Regions from separate parts of the Gossypium hirsutum genome. Here region 1 is linked to region 2. A link is a contact called in public Hi-C data. All regions are on one chromosome and are shown on one strand. The core of a region is the stretch at or near the end of the contact, and the rest is flanking DNA. Distances in the headings are between cores, read along the strand shown. Region 1 holds the start of LOC107912974 (protein RGF1 INDUCIBLE TRANSCRIPTION FACTOR 1). Region 2 overlaps LOC107912978.

Region 1 (5,406 bases), core at 2,706-5,205, 50 kb before region 2:
ATATTCATATATAATATTCTATTTCTTTTTTTAAAATATAATTTAAGGATAAATGAAAAAAGTTTTGTCTCATTAAACTTATAAATAGCTAAGGAATTTATTTTGTTCAATTACGATGATCTAATTTTCTTATTTATGTATTACAGCTTATGCAAAATGTGAGTGAAAAAATTGTAATTTATAGAAAATTAATCTTAAAAAGGTAATTGAATCTTTGGTTGAAATGATTAAGTTCATATATTAAAATTTTATTACTTTGGGTCTAAATCCCTTCAAATGCAATTTTTAAAAATTTACATAATTTAAGGTATTATAATAATGTTTCTGATTTTACTAAAAAAAAGGGTTTGTGATAATTGCTCAACTGAATTGAGACTCGGTTAATAGATTACACTAACTCAATCAGTCTGTAACACCAAAAAAAAAATCGATATATTATAAAAGTAGTGTTAAATTAAATAGTATATAATTGATTTCCGGTAAAACGAGCAACCCCGTTGGCAATGAACATACACATGAATTCTAAGCTTGCTATGTCACGCTATGAAAATGATAACAAAGATGATAACTTGAGATTGAAAGTTTCAGAAATGGAGAAGTTATAACATATCAAATCGAGAAATTTATTGTTCAAAGTTGGATGCATACAGTGCAGACTATGTTATGAACTTGCTTAGGGTTTAAGCTCTCTTTTCTATAAAAAAAAAAAGAATGAGTTCGATGCATATTGTGGTTTTTTTTAGTACAACTGAGATTCACAAAGATCATTTTACTAATCTAAACTGTAACCATTTTAATAAACAAAAAAAAAACAGCAACTTGTCTGACCTTTTTTAACAATTGTTGAACTGATTATAATTCCATAACTTCAAAAAAAAAAACAAATTATAACTCCATTAAAATTAAGACTCAAAGTTAATAACTTGCAGAATCCAATCCACAATATTAGCAGGTTTTCTGCATGGACAAAACCCAATTTCTATATTTAGTTAACTTGTTGAAAAAATATTAGAGAGAGAGCAAATCTGCAGAAACCCCATTTTTTTGTCGATTTCTTAGCCAACAAAAATGTTTTCTTCTTGCATGGAAATTCAGACATCGAATCATCAAACATATATCCACTGCAAATTTTGTCATTGCAAGATAGCTTAAACACAAAAGAATCCTCAGATATGTCATTGCAAGATAGCTTAAACACAAAATTTACTCTCAAAAATACCAAGTGAACTTCTGGACTTGAACAAATAATTAACCATAAGACAAGCCCATTCAAAATAAAAAACACCATGATTATTTGAATCGAACCAATCAATCGGACCAATTAAATTAGAAACTAACCAAAGTACGAATCCAAAGAAAATCATCTGACCAATTAATTCGAAAATTGATATAAACCAATTAAATCAGGCAATTGAACTAGTTGAATTATAATTTTTTAATGAATTTTTAATGATTTATTTAGTTAAATTAAACAAATTGGTCAAATCAAACTAGCGAACCAAAAGCTTGACCACCGGTCCAGTTTTAGAAAACACTTTTGCTCTGAAAGTTCTGAAAACCCCAGAAAATGTCCCAATACAACATCTAAAACACAATCCATTGCTCATAATTAATGATAGAAAAACAGGATCAAGGCATGCAAGAAATGAAGACCAGTTTTATCTGTTAATATAGCTTAGTTGACATCAAAATGGGATGGTCTGCATATGCAATATGAGTCCAGATAAATATTCTGGACAAATATCAATCTTGATATATAGGATCTTACATTAAACAATGTCAAGAAACAAAATTAGTATGTGGTCTAATGCTCTCTTAGCAAACTTTAGAACCCCATATACAGGATCTGGAAACCTTAAAAATTATGAAAATTGCAAAGATTTTAGTGTTTTTTTTGCCATGTCATGAGTACCGTCCAAAACAGAGTGCAGTTGCGTGTGTTTGCATAGCATGGGCAGAAAGCAGAGAGTGCAATGGGACCTTTTTCCAATAACCAAAGATTCCTATCACTAAAATCACCACCAACAATTTGCCTCATTAAACACACTAACAAACTATCAATTCCTGTAGAAGAAACATCAACCATTTCTTTAACCCAAATTAATTGTTCCTTTGCCGAATCAACAAGCTTTCTATACAATTTATTAACAATTCCAACAAGTAATCTTAAAAACATCTTATACCTATCAATGACAATAGTATGTAAGTGCTTAATAGGGTTCGATTAAAACAATATTCTTGGGGATCTGGGATAGTTAACGAAAATGGGGGTCTTAATTTCGATTGAAGAAGGTCAAAGTCTTACCTTGTCAGCGAACTGCTTCACTCGATTCAGCATCGATTTAACATCTGGGTGTTGGATCGATAGCCCTTTCCTCTCACACCGAAGTCAGATTTTCTCGAGAAAACTAAGAGGAAATTGAAACTGTTGAGCTTGAGGATGAATTTGTGGAGGCTAAGAGGACTGTTGGAAGGAAATGGGAATCAGAGGTGAATAAAAAAAAGAAGAAAATGCTCAGATGAAAAAGAAATGAGAAGGGTAAAGATGAAAACTTTTAATGCTGAATTGGTATTCGGTGGGGGGAGGCAGGAATTGTAAACAGTGATTTTTCTTGAATAAGGCTGTAATGCATAGGGCTGTAATAGCCAATTCAGCCAACCAAACAATGTAATAAGGTTGGGCCCACTGAATAAGGCTGTAATGGTTTAGCATTACAGTCAACCAAACATGCTGTAAAATGATTTTAATGATTGGACAAAAATTCTTAAATTAAAGAAAAAATGAAAAGGACTTAATTTTTAACTTGTTAAGTACATAGTCTAAATTTCAAAATTTGTCAAAGTACATGGATTAACAGCATATTAACTTCTTTTATATTGTATTGAAATTATCAAATCTAACTTATCATAAAAAAAAGAAGAAGATAAATCTCAAAATTATACATGAAATTTGATTCAATGTGTAATTTGATACATGGACTTTAATTTAGCTCAATTATACGCATGAAACTTCGATTGTGGTTAAAATGTATATTTAAAACTTTAATTTTGATTCAATCATACACAATTGAAGAAATAAATAAATCAATTTATTTTTATATGGGATAAATATAATCATTTCCATATGCAATATATAAACATAAAATAATGGTATTTCAATAACTGTGTTAAAAATTTTTGAGAATTGAATCAAATCAAAATTTCATGTATAAAAATGCACAAAATCAAAGTTTATATATAAAATTACATATTAGACTGAAATTCATGTATAATTTTAAAATTTATCCCTAAAAATTATCAAATTTAATTATATACTGGATTTCAATTTTTTTAAAAATAAAATACATGGATTAATGTTTTATACTCTTACCGAATAAAATTTCATAATAATAAATGAGAAATCATCTAAATTTTTTTAAAATGTATTTCAAATAAAATTTAAAATAAATTCACTAGCCATTATTTTATTTTGAGTTAATTGCACCAGATATCTTTGTATTATATCCTTTATTCTAAATTTATCTTCAAACTTTAAAACATTCTAAATACATATTTAAATTATCGAAGTTATATCAATAATATCTTTCCATTACTAAAACCATAAATTTAAACATTAATTTGAAAAGAAAAGTTTAAAAAAAAATGTTGTAAAAATGGATATTCTAAAGATATTAATTTTGAAATTTTTCGAAGCTTTTACAAAAGATTTATCATACACTCTTTCTTTTTTCAATTTTACTTTATTTTTGTGAGGTAACATTTTACTTATTTTTTAGAACATTTGACATGTTATTGATGATTTTAATAATTAAAGGACTTGATTGATAAACCATCTATAGCTTGGAGGTAGGATTAACTGGGTTAGAAACCTTTATTTTATTTTAGAATTATCAAATTAACCCGTGACTATTTTATGTTTTTCTTATAAAGGGGCTTGACCCGCCCAAGTGCAATACACCAATTTTGTAGTCACTTACAAAGAGACGCAAGGAAGAACCAAAGTATTGCGTAAGCTCATAAAAAGAGACCTTTAATATTTTTTTTTATCCCCTTCACACATATCCAACGGTCAAAAACCCACTTTAACCTACCATCTTTTAATCCAAACCGTTACACTATTAAGCCTTCTACACATTTTTTATGTGCCTTTCTCGGTCCACCCTTTACCTTTTAATTAATCCTGGATTGTTTTATTGATGTTTCTTATGTTTCATTTTCACCTTCTTTCAAAACCCCTTTTCTCTCTTCTTCTTCTTCTTCGCATTTAATCGTCTTTGTTAATGATGGTAATGAGAACTTAACTTTGATTCTTATTTTACAAAAAAAAAAAAAAATTGCCCATTTCATTTCTTTTTGGATTCATTGATGGTTTACACTGCAAAATGAAATTACAGGGAGAAATGATGGTACCGCCATGGCTTGAATCACTGTTATCGACTGCATTCTTCACCATCTGCTCCAGACACCGAGACACACCGCGAAACGAATGTAATATGTATTGCCTTGATTGCATGGACGACGCCTTTTGCTTTTATTGCCGGTCCTCAAGGCACAAAGATCATCTTGTAATTCAGGTATTGCAACAGATAATATATAATCTTGGTCATTTCAGATGTATATAATCTTTGTGGTCTTGAGATGATGAGATGAATGCAGATCAGACGGTCATCATATCATGATGTTGTAAGAGTTGCGGAAATTCAAAAGGTATTGGATATAAGTGGAGTGCAAACATATGTGATCAACAGTGCTAGAGTTCTTTTCCTAAATGAGAGACCCCAACCAAAGATTAGTAGTAGCAGCAGCAGCAGCAAAGGGGTTTCTTATTTGTGTGAAATTTGTAGCAGGAGCCTTTTGGATCCCTTTCGTTTCTGTTCTTTGGGTTGCAAGGTTAGTTCAAGTTTGAATCTCAAACCTGTTGACTTTATTAACCCATGAACCAATTGGGGTTGAATCCGAATAATTTTTCTTTCATTTTTTTCCCCTTAAATCTTTCTCACATTTTTGCCATATGCATTTGGGATTATGGTAAACTTGCTAGATATCATATTTTAAGGCAACCGGAGTTATTTTTTCTCTCATTTTCCCCTCAAATGTTGGTCACGTTTTTGCCATGTGCATATGGGATTAGGATAAACCAATATCATTCCATTTTTATGATATCGATTCATGATTGATAGAGTCAAAACATCAAGTAAGAAATCCAACACCTAACTAATAAACACATCTATTTTCACCAATTTTCCTCCAGACTATAGTCATATAAGGGCATGGTTAAACCATCTAAAATAAATCCTTAAATTTGAATTTTGCCATTTTTGAAAAGAAAAAAAAAAGAAGAAATCGGTTATAGGTAAAAGGTGAATAGATTATGGGTTTAAAATAATACAGCTTGTAGGAATAAGG
Region 2 (5,815 bases), core at 481-2,980:
AGTGGTTTTATAGTCGTCCATGACTTTTTATACTATTAACATTTTTAATAATTTAACTATTTATTTTGTGTTAAAAAAACTTTCAAATGTTAAGATAGATAATATTTTAAATCGATATGATAAAGGTATCGGATCAATTAAAAAATTTACATGCATAACAAGTATAAATATTTTGATAAATTCAACCGCTGGATTGTCAAAATATTGATAGTATAAAAAAAGTTATGAAATGATGTAAAACTACTTTTAAGTTTTACACCGGTGTAATGGATCCCTCCCCTATATATATATATGATTAAAAAAATACTTTGGGTCATTGTACTCTTGTTCTATTTAGAATTTATTCATACTATTTTTATTTTAAAGAATTTAGATTTTTAATTTTAAAATGTAAATCTAATTATTAACACTATTAGAATACTTTTATCAAATTTAGATTAATTATAACATCACGCCAACTATTTAATGAGTGTTATTTTTATTTCGAAATGCCATGCTATTAAATTTAACAAAAGAATCTTCATTCAATCTCCTATAAAAGTAACACTCTTTTTTATTTATTTATCTTGTGCTATTTTTCTGTTTCCTTCCTTAAAACCATAAGCGATTTCTCTCCAACAAAATTATGGTCTTTCCATGGTTTAAATCTATACTAAAACATTCCTTTTGACCTCTATACTAAATCAATTGACTATCACCTTTTGGATTTTCTTTCTGTAAAATTTTCTTAAATCACATGATTGTCCTTCTCCATCTTCCTTTAGCAATATAATCTCATTCTTATTCTTCCATGAACAGTCAAAGTTGAACTTACTTTTATTTACTGTTTTTCCATGAAATATTCAATTTATCCCCAGAATTACAACTCCTTTTTGGATTCATTGCAGATAAAATAAGCTCAGAATATGCCCAAAGTAAAGACGAGAAGTGAAAATAAATAAATGAAAGCGTTAATGGAATGCCAAAAAAATGTTATACTACATAAAGCTTTGGGCCTACTCATCAATCATCTCCACCTTCTTAATGATGAACGTATTTAATCTTCTTTATATACCTATATTATTGCCTTGTAGCATAATTCAGATTTAATTTGGGGTTGTAATTGTGGTATTGTTGAAGGTGGAGGCAATGATGCTTTATGAAGTTAATTAAAGCCAGCCATGTTTTAATTTTACCACTTGATCTGAGGGTCCAAAACAAAAATGCAGGTGGATGTTTTTCATTAAGTTAATATGATTTCACATGATATTTTATTCATATAATTATTAAATTTATCAATATAATTATATTTGTCATGTATGTAAAATTTAAATTGATATGAAATATTTATCATATTGATCTAAAATAATGTCAACATTAATAAATATTTAATGGTTGAAAGTTTTTAACATAAAATAAATAGTTAAAAAAATTACTATAAACTTGACATGCATGATCTAAATAAATGGAATATAAAATATGAAATATCAATATATATATAAACTTAAATTCAAAGCACTTTTTTTAAATTGATAGGTTTTAGAATCGAACCAGTTGAGCCAATTGAACTAATTGAATCAAGAATCGATCAATATATTCATTGAGTGTAATGTAAAAAAGAAACCAGATGGATCATGAAGCACTAAAAATCGCGATTAGACCATGAACCGCTGTCCGGATGGATCGATGTCGAACCATTCTTGTATATTTTGGGCTAAAACAACCTGGGCCAAAATGAAAAAAAAGCTTTTATGTTGGCCTAATTTTTTAAAGGTTTAGAAAGCCCAAATAAATAAATAAAAATTCAAGAGTACTCACTGTCGGGTTCCTTAAAAAATAACAAAGGCCCTTGCATTCTAAGTTCTCATTTCCTGCAAATCAGTACATAATAAATTTTTGAGTTTTATACAATTATTTTCTCCTTTGCAGTCGAGGGTCTCGATTTCTTCTCTATAGCTCTTCCGAATCTCTTCATGATTTTTTGTTGCTTAGAGTACCAATTTGTTTACTAGAATGAAAGGGAAATGAATATTGAGAAGGAAAATTGATATTGCTTAGAGTTCCCACTTCTAAGTATCTTAAGGAATCCGAATCAAAAGGTGGGCTTTCAAGTTATAACATCATTTATTATTTATTCTATTTTATTTTAGAAAAAAAATATTTAAAAACCAATTAAACTAGTCAAACTAACCGAATTGATCAGATCGTGAGCTGATAGATTTGACCAATTCGACTTCCAAAAATCTTGATTAGGTTGGATTATTTATTTAGGTATTTAATTATTTGAGTTTATATTTTATATTTTGGGTGAATATATTTTGAGTCAAGTTTCATAGAGTACTTGAATATTGGATTGGAGATTGAATATTTATTATTTAAAAAACAAATTGATTTATTTGACTTTCATATTCAAACCAAATAAATTGAGGAAACTGATTCAACTAATTGAATAAACCAACTTATCGGGTTTACTTGGTTTGTTCACCCGTGTCTAATTTTAATGAAATTTAAAAAGGAAGAAGACATGGCAAAGGGTCTTTCTGGAGCGCAGAATCGGTTATCTAATTCTTATAACCAGAAATATTCATCACCTTGTGAAATTGTATAGATTAGCAATCTTACACTCCAGTTTTTATTTTGATTTGTAGTATAATGAATCAAAGATAGCATGTTTTGTTCTCAATCATACACATAGTTTATGTACTGTACATCGTCAAATCACTGGGGGGAAATTCAAGAATAGGGTAAAAAAAAGAAGATACCTGGAGATGGCGAGGATGAAAGATTCTATAATTGTTGATCCAGATTCTTTTCTTCTTTCACTTTTATTAATGGATTGAGTAAGCATGGATGACCTCAACTACTGGTGCATGACACATCGGACACTTCCCTCCACCATGAGCCAACTCAGTGGCGCAGTTTGAGCATGTGCACATGTGTCCACATCTATAATAATAATATGATAACAGAAATGTTGAGGCCTCAAAAATCAATACGAAAATTTATGTATGAGATTAGATTTACCTGTATAGTAATGAATCGATATTGCTTTCGCAGCATATACAGCAAATTCCTTTCCGAACATTATCCCAGTTAGATGATGCATCCTTAGGCAAGTCATCATCAATCATACCTACAGAGGAATACCACAATGATCAACAAAGATGAGAAAAAGCCTCAATTATAGAGCAAAGAGCGTACGGTTAGAACATCAACAATAACTAATTTGTGGGTGTTGGAAATTTTTTCCATCTTGATGGCTTAAACAGTGAACGGGACAAATCAGGACACATAGCTTGCTGAGGATATGACAATAAACAATAATCAGGAGAGAAAGAGCCTCGAGTCAGGAGCAAGGGAAATTCACTTTCCCTGAATAAACCTGAAGGAATTTTGACACAAATGTGCAGATGTGCTAGTATTTAGGGATGAAGAAATAAAAGAACCTTGTGAACCAGCTGACCGGTTCAGGGCAGCAGAAACCTCTTGTCTTATTGACCTCTGTAACTCAAGTTGCATATCCATGCAGGCCTCCAGCATCCTCTGCATGTTATTCATTCTTTGCTGCAGTCTTGTCATGTCGACCCTCAAATCGTTAATTATCTCCCACTCCTGCACAAAATTAGCAGCACAAACTCAATCACGAGACCAAAGGGTTTGTTGTTGAACTGATTTAAGCTCAAATAATTCCCCCCCCCTCCCCCCAAAAAAAATTAAAAAAAAAAACCAATGGAAGTCAAGTAAATACTGGCATTCAGTGAATTGCAAATGAAGCACAAACTGAAACTGTTCTGCGACCCAAAGATAGCAATAAGTATTTTGCAGTTTGGTTAAATCCAAAAGAAGAAGCATATTGCAGTTTGACTGTCCAAAAGCATGTATTGTTTGGGTGGGTCTAGCCGATTTTAACAATTACACTTGTTGAAGCTTAACACTAATTTCCACAAAGGCATAATTGTCATGAGATCACTGAGTCAGCAATATCGAACAGCAGTTTTAAATTAAATAACAAAAAATAAAATATTTTTTTTAGTAAACCATTGATTCCAAGTATCTATTAAAAAGAAAAAATTTCACAGATAGTTGATTAATCAACTTCTCAAAAGATAATCAGGGATAGAATCAAGTTGCAAGCAAGAAGAAAGCACGTACGATGGCAAAGCGCTGATGCCCATCATGTGGTTGCCAATTATAGATGTGAGAATCCTGGTCCCAGAGTGGCTGCGTAGATGGCATCCTGGGTGAAGGAGGAGCAATTGGAGAACTCTGACCCTCATTCTGATCCCTGCTTTGCTGTTCTATATCTTGTTCAAGGGATTCAGGAGTAGGAGCTGCTTCATTCAGATCCCAGTCAATAGATGCATGATTTTGCCTTTCCACGTATGATTGTATCAATTGGTCAAGGCTCTCACGAAAACCACTACGAAGAAGGGTAGACACACTTCTCCTACAACATTAAAAATAACTCAGAAAATACTAACTAAAAAAATGAAATACATAAACCCAAAGTTATATAATTCAGACCTGCTTAAGAGTTCCCTCAGTTCAGTATTGTGTAAGTTGTCATCATCAGGAAGATAAAATGTGTCTGTTCTTCCAATGGTGGCAGCTTGTAGATTGTAAGACCCTTCAAACCAATTTTGTCTAGTGTCGTGCAAGCCACCATCCTCACGTTGTGCATCAGGAGCTTCTTGCATATCATCATAACCTCCATTTTCACTCTCACCGTCCTCATGATTCATGTCAGAGGCTTCTTCATTACGACCATCCATCAACTCGTTATGGTCCACACTAGCTTCCTGCCAGTCTGCATCCTCAGTTTCCTGATCCTCTTCCTGCCATTGTTCAGCTTGAGAAGCAGGTTCTTGGCCATCAATATGATCAACAGGAACCCTTTCTACATTTTGTACAATATTCGTTAACCAAGAGGTCCTACTTCTCTCACCATCTTGGAAAGAACGTTCATAAGATACTTCACCAGATTCTTGTAGACTACTTTGTCCTCCAGCTTCATTCTGCAAAGTTTCAAGGGACGACTCATCAGCAAGACTTTCTTCCCTGGGCCCATCAAAGACTTGTCCAATATCATATCTGCTTTCATTAGACTCAACACTGGCCGACCCCTGCCAGATACTGAATACACTCTCAAAAACTTGTTCCTGCTGATCTTCTAAACAAGCAGAAGTTGCTTGCTGACTTACTTCAGTTTCAACCTCTAAATCAGCTGTACCAATCACACACCTCCCATTATCAGTTTCCTCATTCTCATATTCAGATCGGTCATTTAATCCATCTATTGCATCATGTGTATTATTTACTCGGTTTTCTTCACTTCTATTCCCATCACTGTCAGCGTTAGATGGTCTATCTGAACGATTACTGCTCGCAGGGCCAGAACACGAATTATCCAGTCGGGATAAAAAACCTTCCCTGATACATAGGTGCGGTTTGCAAAATGTTACAACCAAAAGGTGAAAATGGCATAATGTAAATAAAACAGACAAGACTAGAAAGTTATTAACTAATTCAGTTGTGATCATCCTTTATGAATTTCCTATAATTGAGTGTCCAAAAAATGTCCTCTATTCAAGCTATTTCAAAGAGGGGGTGGGGGCTGTGACAAGCAAAATTTTCTAATTTATCAAACCTAACCTTTCATTGGCAGAAGATCCTCAATATTAGTAGCCACGGCTGATAATAACTAGAAGGCCAATACTAAGTCTAACAATCAATAAAATGATTTGGAAAAAACACCTATAAAAGTCCAATCTACAATTCAACCCTGTACAGATAAAATGTGCAACATCACTCTACTCAGAATAATACTTGAACCAAA

What was found. Hi-C and Micro-C count contacts between places; a contact is called where the count stands out from the background.
Region 1: a Hi-C map of leaf shows a contact between it and region 2, with 2.1 times the contacts expected there. The contact joins the promoter of LOC107912974 here to the enhancer-like site in region 2. A contact is called at or near these places in 5 of 34 Hi-C or Micro-C datasets (anther, callus and leaf).

Annotation. Positions count from the first base shown.
Region 1 is chrA07:19,340,566-19,345,971 of Gossypium_hirsutum_v2.1, reverse strand. It overlaps LOC107912974 (protein RGF1 INDUCIBLE TRANSCRIPTION FACTOR 1), which reads left to right and starts at 3,955. Exons shown (of 4, transcript XM_016841370.2): 1 at 3,955-4,286; 2 at 4,395-4,574; 3 at 4,657-4,890; 4 at 5,392-5,406. The coding sequence starts at 4,281. LOC107912973 (a long non-coding RNA gene) reads right to left here and starts at 2,683. Exons shown (of 2, transcript XR_001688376.2): 1 at 2,306-2,683; 2 at 1,715-2,064.
Region 2 is chrA07:19,287,801-19,293,615 of Gossypium_hirsutum_v2.1, reverse strand. It overlaps LOC107912978, which reads right to left. Exons shown (of 10, transcript XR_005930464.1): 4 at 4,504-5,409; 5 at 4,132-4,426; 6 at 3,426-3,591; 7 at 3,004-3,112; 8 at 2,742-2,925; 9 at 1,798-1,850; 10 at 1,479-1,703. Among protein-coding and RNA genes, the nearest start is that of LOC107912978, 6.6 kb to the right of the region's middle. Within about 2 kb of position 1,730, at least 4 of the 9 cell types and tissues checked have an H3K27ac peak or open chromatin away from gene starts, as enhancers often do. A contact at or near this core is called in leaf, where this site is marked.